Regions from separate parts of the Mus musculus genome. Here region 2 is linked to region 1. A link is a contact called in public HiCAR-type data. All regions are on one chromosome and are shown on one strand. Each heading gives the region's core, a stretch centred on a gene start, on an enhancer-like site or on the middle of the called end of the contact. The rest is flanking DNA. Distances are from core to core; before and after follow the strand shown. Region 1 overlaps Ubash3b (ubiquitin associated and SH3 domain containing, B). Region 2 has its middle 4.6 kb from the start of Gm36227.

The links. HiCAR-type assays count read pairs that join an accessible place to other places.
Region 2: a HiCAR-type map of astrocytes shows a contact between it and region 1, with 2.6 times the contacts expected there. The contact joins two enhancer-like sites. A contact is called at or near these places in 2 of 39 promoter capture datasets (liver and pre-B cells), 1 of 484 Hi-C or Micro-C datasets (bone marrow-derived macrophages) and 2 of 115 datasets of contacts at active chromatin or transcription factors (astrocytes and pancreatic cancer cells).

The regions. Positions count from the first base shown.
Region 1 is chr9:41,009,883-41,013,736 of GRCm38.p6, forward strand. It overlaps Ubash3b (ubiquitin associated and SH3 domain containing, B), which reads right to left. Exons shown (of 14, transcript NM_176860.6): 14 at 3,744-3,854. Among named protein-coding and RNA genes, the nearest start is that of Crtam, 7.2 kb to the left of the region's middle. Within about 2 kb of position 2,194, at least 34 of the 459 cell types and tissues checked have an H3K27ac peak or open chromatin away from gene starts, as enhancers often do. A contact at or near this core is called in astrocytes, where this site is marked.
Region 2 is chr9:41,922,029-41,925,637 of GRCm38.p6, forward strand. No RefSeq gene overlaps it. Among named protein-coding and RNA genes, the nearest start is that of Gm36227, 4.6 kb to the left of the region's middle. Within about 2 kb of position 2,338, at least 31 of the 459 cell types and tissues checked have an H3K27ac peak or open chromatin away from gene starts, as enhancers often do. A contact at or near this core is called in astrocytes, where this site is marked.

The sequences.
Region 1 (3,854 bases), core at 944-3,443:
GGGCCATGGATGGCTGTGAGGATGGAAATCTATATTCATGTCCAGGGCACAAATTTGCTTTCATCAGCGTTTATTTAAAATCTTATTAGCTTAACACAGAGTTCAGAAATGGAGCCTGTGAGTGTAGAATGTAGCTTGGGCTCCATTTGTGCCCCCTCTTCCTTCTCCACCCCCCCCCATGCCTTTCATATTCTTGCTTGATAGATGATGCCTGACACACCAAACCTTCTTGAAATGGTCATTGGTGGGGAATGATGATACCAATGGGGTTCAGAACTGCCCCCCTCAAATATGTCACTTTGGTATAACTGAGGATTATAAAACAAAGGAGTTTGCAAGTGACAGCGGGAAGGTCACTTCTAATACCTGCCCTGTTCTTTCCTAAGCAGAGGAGAACCCTCTCATAGGAGATGCTATTCCAACAACTGGGAAAAGGAGGCCTTCGTGTCTCTGATGATAAAGAGACACTGTGGAGAAACCGAGCAGGTGATACGAGTGCCAGGCAGATCCTTACACAAAAATCATATTCGTTGCTCTACCATATTTCTTTACAACCACCCACTTGCCCTCAAATTTAGCATTATTCACTTGCCCTCAAATTTAGCATTAAAACATTTAGGCTTTAGCCCTGTGTGGTGGTGTGTGCCTACAATCCCAGCTTTGGGGCACGGAGACAGGGGATCAGGGATTTACAGCCAGTTTCAGTGGTTTAACTAGTTCAAGGCTAGCTATGTGAGTCTCTGTCTCAAATACCAATAAGCAATTATATACATGTATGTGTTTAGGTCTCATTGTGTACTGAGGATTGTAAGGCGATTTCTTTGTGAAGTTTTCCATGCTGTACAACTTTTAAACTTGTCTACTTTTCTCTTGTTAATTTGTATTTGTCCCAGGAGCCTTAGCTCTGAACCTAGAATCCATTGACTGAAAGGTATAGGGTGGCCCACGGTTTGCCTAGGTTGAACCGAAGGCATTGAAGAGTGCACTTTGCCCAGGACTACTGGGCTCTCACTTCTTAATCGGGATGCCTCACCAGAAATACCCAAGATGCACAGGGCTGCAAGCATTTCCTCGCCTTTCCATCAGCAGCTAGCATCCCTCTGACTCTCTGTTGGAAGAGTCATACCCTTAATGGACACCCACGCAGTCACATTGATCACTTTACAGTACCATGCGAAGACACAACAGGAAGAGACCACACTCAGGACTTAAATCTGTAGTTGTGCTGGGGCAACTGAGGGCACAGTTTCTTTTTATTAAGTCATCTCTGAACCATATCATGTCAGTGGATATGAACTGATCACAAAGCTGCCATAGCTCTATTCGGAAGATCAGCTTCCCGGCCATGGAAGCACGAACAGCATGGGGAGTGTACAAGGAACTTGGCAGACCAACTAGGTGTGGTTTTCTAGTCTTATAATTACAAACTTTTTTTCCCCCAAATAAATACACCCAAATCATATAGCAAAAAAGAGACACAAAAGTCTCACGCGTGAGAAAGAGACTAACATGCCTTCCTAACACAGCTGGTTCAGTGTGGTGTACGCAGGAGTCAAAGGCTCTGGGATGTTGTTTTTATCTTAGTGGCAACCAAAGAACCAGTATACATTGTTTCCGTTTAAAACATGTATCACATACAGGGTTCCATGAATAGTTGAACAGCTGCAAAATTTCTGTGCAAGGAACAGTGGCTAGGGAGCAGCAGGCAAATATCTGTGAGGACTGACTGTATATTGTCTGACTACTAATGACTCTAAATCTTTAACCTACACACAGCAAACCTAATACTATATGTATGTAACAGCCCAGCTATTTCTTCTGCATCGAGAGGCAGTGCCTACAGTCACCCTCCCAGCAACCAGTGATGAAGAGTTATAAAAGCCAATCCAATTCTAGACGTGTTTAACGATGAAAAGCACCACACAGCCCCACCCCCATCACCTTTGTAACATGAACAGCTCCTAAGTAGACATTAAGTCAGGTTGTCCCTTGCCCGCCGACAGCACAGGCTCATCAGACTAGACCCCCCTTTTTCTCCTCCTCACGTGCATGTGCCGGATTAGACAATTTAAATGCAAATCTCCAGGAGTCTCATTATCCAACTTTGTGCAGATTTGGTACAGTTGACTGTGCCGATGCCTGTGAAACTTAGTGGGAGGCTCATCTGTATTCTAACACACACATATACTGAGAGTAGATTCAAAAGAGCAATTCACCACTGCTTTGAAATGAAACCCAGCGCCTAGGTAACAGGGGAATTCTGTTCTTGGAGCACAGAAACGAAGTTTTCTACAAAGGCAGTGAGCTAGGACCTTCTCTTCCTGTTGCCACTGTGTTCCCCATGACATCAGATAACTGAAGTAAGAGTGCATTTTCACAGGGAAACATGTAGAGTGGAAAGGAGATGTCCAGGCCAGTGCTACACACAGCAGGATCCCACCTACACGGACTCCAAACAGAACTGGCGAGGAAGCAATCATCAGCGATTTACCAAGCCCACAGGGCTCCAGAAGGCATACTTCTTCTATTTTTATTTTTATTTCTTTATTTGCAAAATCATCTTTCAAATATAAGGTTACTTTAAAACAACTCTTTGGTTAAAGTATAATTAAAATAAAAAGCCTCCCAAGCCTTTCATCACACGGTAAAAAAAAAAAACCCTCTTTCAGCCATCAGATGGCCACGTAATGAGCCATTCAGGCTGCATGAATCTCAATGCAAAGGGAAAGAGACACTGTCATCTGAATGTTACTGGGACCCCAGGGTGAACCAAAGGGCCCCTCACAGCCAAGCAGCAGTGAGAAGAGCCTGGGAAAAGGGCAGCCTCAGTGTGTGTATTAACACGCACCAATTGTTCCAGTCAGACACCCAGAAATCACAGGGACAAAGTCCTACCTGGGAGTAATACTAAAGCATTTTCACACTTGGTGAAGTAGGACACTGTTTGGACTTGTAATCGCGTATTAAACCCTTCCACTAATTTCATCTCCCCTGAAATATTTCAGATGGCTTTCCAATGCTTTCCAAAAAGAAAAAAGGAAAAAAAAAAAAAAAGGGTGTTGGGGGAGTCACGTGATGAAAAAATTATTATTTTTTTCCTGCTCTGTCCCTAACCCATCTGAGCTAGCATGAGCTGCAGATTGAAAAGAGCTAGCCTCAACTCAGGGTCTACTGCCAGCAGAGCTAGCCTCAACTCAGGGTCTACTGCCAGCAGAGACATTCTGTATGCATATGAAGTCTGACTATCCAGATATCTCTCTACACACAGATTCAGTGTGACTCCCAAGACTGCTCAACTGGACCCAACCTTTAATTCTTTTTATAGACCAGTGTCCAACAAGATGTTAACTGGATTCAGATCACGCAGCCATTTCGATAAGCAATTTGGAGAATTAAACTTTTCTGTTATCCACTTAAGTTCTTCAGAAAGTTACTTCAGATTGTGCCCTCCCTGGCTCTGTAGACAGTTGCCCAGGACGCTGTCTATATTGGATTAAGGACAATGGAATACAGCCCAATCAAAGTGATGCATTTACCTGAACACCTAAGACTAAGACATACATGCACATACAGGCACATACAATGTGATGCTTCAACGACACATTTGTTTTACATCCGTGTTCCTTCTCAGTGGCCAGGGTTTCAATTTGCACACACACGCTACACAACGAACTATCTCGAACTGGGCTACTGTCTGTGGCCCTGATGGCTATCGGGATACACAATTAAATCGACATGGATATGGGATGTTTTGGTTTGATTGTCATTTATTCTTCTTTTAAATACACACACTCTCTCTAAGTACAGGAAGTAGGTGCAGTGAGAGCCCACAGATAGGCTCTGACTCTCCAGCT
Region 2 (3,609 bases), core at 1,088-3,587, 910 kb after region 1:
AGGAGGGAAAGTGAGAGGGAGCTATAGAGAGGCAGGACCACGCACCAGCAACAAAGTGTGCTCACCGCACCATCTCTTCTTGTTGTGTTGCAACAAACTGTATTTATAATTGTAAAAGAAATGTGGTGTGTGTGTGTGTGTGTGTGTGTGTGTGTGTGTGCGCGCGCGCGCAAAGTGAGTCTGCTGTGAAAATAATGTTGTCAACTTGCTGCTAAGCCACTGAGATTTTTTTTTTTTAATTATTTTGTTACCGACTAATACCTAATATCTCCAGCAGCTTGTCCAGGAACTTAGATCAATCATAATGGTCAACGTAACTTTATTTCACAAGTGAATAGTTTCCATTTTCATACAAGCAGCTCATCCACCCACCCACACTGAGGAACACTGATACCTGAGTCTCTGAAAAAAGAGAAGGAAAGCTACGAGAAGGGGGACGTCACTCATGAGCTCGTCTGTCTCTAGTTTGTCTAGTTGGCTGAGGCCAGTGTGCAGCACATCACAGACACCCAACAGAGGCTCCCAGTGCAGGCACAAGTGCAGCTCCACTTGTCATAACTCACAAGGTCAGATGAGAGGAACAGAGGCTCCAGCCAGGCGCCGTCCTGCCCAGTGACCTGGAGGCTGGGGAACCTGATCAGGCCACTTGACAACGCTGTCCACTCCAGCAACTGCCCATCAGTGTCTGTTCCAACAGCCAAGAGAGAACAAAAGAGGAGAGAGGCCAGCAGCTTCCAGCTTGCCCTCATCTAGTTCCATCTTTGCATCTTAAACTCTTCACATCTATTCCAGGTCTCAAAAGCTAGAAGACACTCCATGCCACCTTAAACACTAAGTGGAGGGTGAAGAATAATTCTGGGCATGCTGAATTTTTTTATTCCTGTTTTCAGTGTGTGTGTGTGTGTGTGTGTGTGTGTGTGTGTGTGTGTGTGTGTGTGTGTGTGTGTACCTGCATATGTAGATGGGTGTGCTCCTGCACGTGGAGGTCTGAGGCTGATACTGTTCGGAGTCACTTCCTATAGCTGTTCTACCTGACTCATTGAGGTGGGTTTCTCAGGCAGAACCAGAGCTCTCTTTCGAGCCAGCTTGCTTTGGGGACCTCCTGCTCCTTCTTCTGAGGCTAAAACAACAGTTGGGCTACCACTCCGACCGGCTATAAATTTGGATTTCTGAGGACAAGAACTTTGATTCTCGCTGTTGCACCACAAGCATTTTTAACCACTGAGTCAGACCCTGGATTCGATGTTGCCTGGCAGTCACTAACATCCACTCACCGTTCCCTGCATCCAGTGCCACACAGCTCAAAACGCCTCCTTCCACCTATGAATTTCAAGGAAAGATAAAGAGCACACCATTGGAGGCCGGAAGCACGGCACAGCAACCTGCTGATGATCAGCATTTTAAAGAAAATAAATTGTCAAAGATTATCGAAGTGTTAGTCTTTGGCATTTAGGACAAACACTCAAGAGAAATGCATCTTACGGGGGGGGGGGGGAATGCTTATTTGGGTTCATGGTTTCAGGGGAGTTAAGTCAGCCTGCTTCATTGCTTTGAGCCTGTGAAAGCAATAAAGAATACTATGGTCTTAGGAGTATGTATTGGCCAAAGTTGGTCTCCTCCTGGCAACTAGGAAGAATGGTGCGTGTGTGTAAGTACAAGGTTTATCCTTTGAGGACATGTTCCCAAGTAGGCTTGTGATAGTGCTGTCAAACTGACAGAATCCTGAATCCACTGATGGACCAGGTTTCGGGCATTTCTATGGGGCATTATCTTGATTACCTGCCCACCGTGGGCGTCACTATTCCCTAGCTAGAAGAGGTGTTCTTATAACTTCACACTCTTGTCTTTTGCTTGCAATATATTCAAATAAAATCATCTCATCAAACCATTCAGACAAAAAAAATTAAATATGCAATTTTACCCTCTACAAAATTGGATGTGTACTTCACACATTGATTCAGAGAGGAAATCTGAACCAGGACTAGCCCCATTTCAAAGAGTAGCCACAAAAGGCTGGTGGGAACTGTTAGTGTAGGGCAGCTGTAGGCATACAGAGAGAGAAGAGTAATGTTGTAGCATACATCCACAAAGAGGGATCTCCAGGGGAAAAAATAGTTACAGATGTGTCTCACTGCAGCAGATGCACATGCAGACCCTTGCGTTGAACCCCTGAAGACAGATCTTGAGGTTCCAACAGAGTGGAGCCTAGTGGGCCAGGAACCAGCATCCAGCTGTCAGTTAACAGCAGCAAAGCTGCCAGAGGGTCCAAAAGGAGGTATGAGGAGACGTCTGAATGGCTTAGAATTCCTCTGTCAATAAGAATTCTCATTCCCAACCACAGAGAGCCCACAGGAAGCTGTCCCAGTAAACCAGGCTCATTAAGCTGCAGCCAGGACAGCAGGCCCCCACTTCATCCCCCAGTGAAACCTGAAACTTGAGCTGTTTGGAAGCTGCTTCTGGAGAAAGCTTGCTTGCTTGCTTTCTTTCTTTCTTTCTTTCTTTCTTTCTTTCTTTCTTTCTTTCTTTCTTTCTTTCTTTCTCTCTCTCTCTCTCTCTCTTTCTTTCTTTCTTTCTCCCTTCTCTTTCTTCCTTTTTTCTCTTTCTTTCCTTCTTTCTTTCTTCCTCTTTCCTTTCTTTCTTTTCTTTTCTTTCTGTCTTTCTTTCTTCCTTCCTTTCTTTCTTCTTTTCTTTCTCCCTTTCTTCCTTTCTTCCTTTTTCTCTTTCTTTCTTTTCTTCTCCATTCCTTTCTTTCTTTCTTCCTTCTCTTTCTTTCTTTTTTCTTTCTTTCCTTCTTTCTTTTCCTTTCTTTCTTTCTTTCTTTCTTTCTTTCTTCCTTCCTTCCTTTCTTTCTTCTTTCTGTCTCCCTTTTTCTTCCTTTCTTCCTTTTTTCTCTTTCTTCCTTCCTTCCTTTCTTCCTTCCTTCCTTCCTTTCTTTCTTTCTTCCTTTCTTTCTTTCTTTCTTTCCTTCCTTCTCCCTTCCTTTCTTCTCCCTTCCTTTCTTCCTTTCTTTCTTTCTTTCTTTCTTTCTTCCTTCCTTCCTTCCTTCCTTCCTTCCTTCCTTCCTTCCTTCCTTCCTTCCTTTCTTTCTTTCTTTCTTTCTTTCTTTCTTTCTTTCTTTCTTTCTTTCTTTCTTTCTTTTTAAATAGGCGGTTCATAAAGAGACCATGCGTGGGTGTTCTGGACTACCCAAACCACAACATCAGAGTTCTAGGTTACTGTCACATCCTTTCTGGGGCAAGTACCTGGAGGCAAGCCCTACAGGCAATCAACTTGATCTTGCTAAGTGTCTGATACCTTTGTTTTTCCTCTCTAGTGACTGTAGATTTGTATCAGAGAATGGTCATAAGAATTCAGGAGCCAATTCTAAAAAAATGAGTTCAAACATTTGATACCTGACCAGAAGGCCAGAGAGATGTAGCCCAGAAAGTCGGGCTATAAAAGACTAGGAACCAGGGAAGAGATCCTGGGTGGAAATGGAAGCTGTAGAGGGAAAACCTAAGTAGGAAGGAAACAGCCTCCGTGGCTGAAATTGTCCACACCTCTATGGCCTTTGTAGACTGAAAGCCTGGGTCCTTCTGGGTGGTCAAAAACAGCCAACTGAAAATAAGA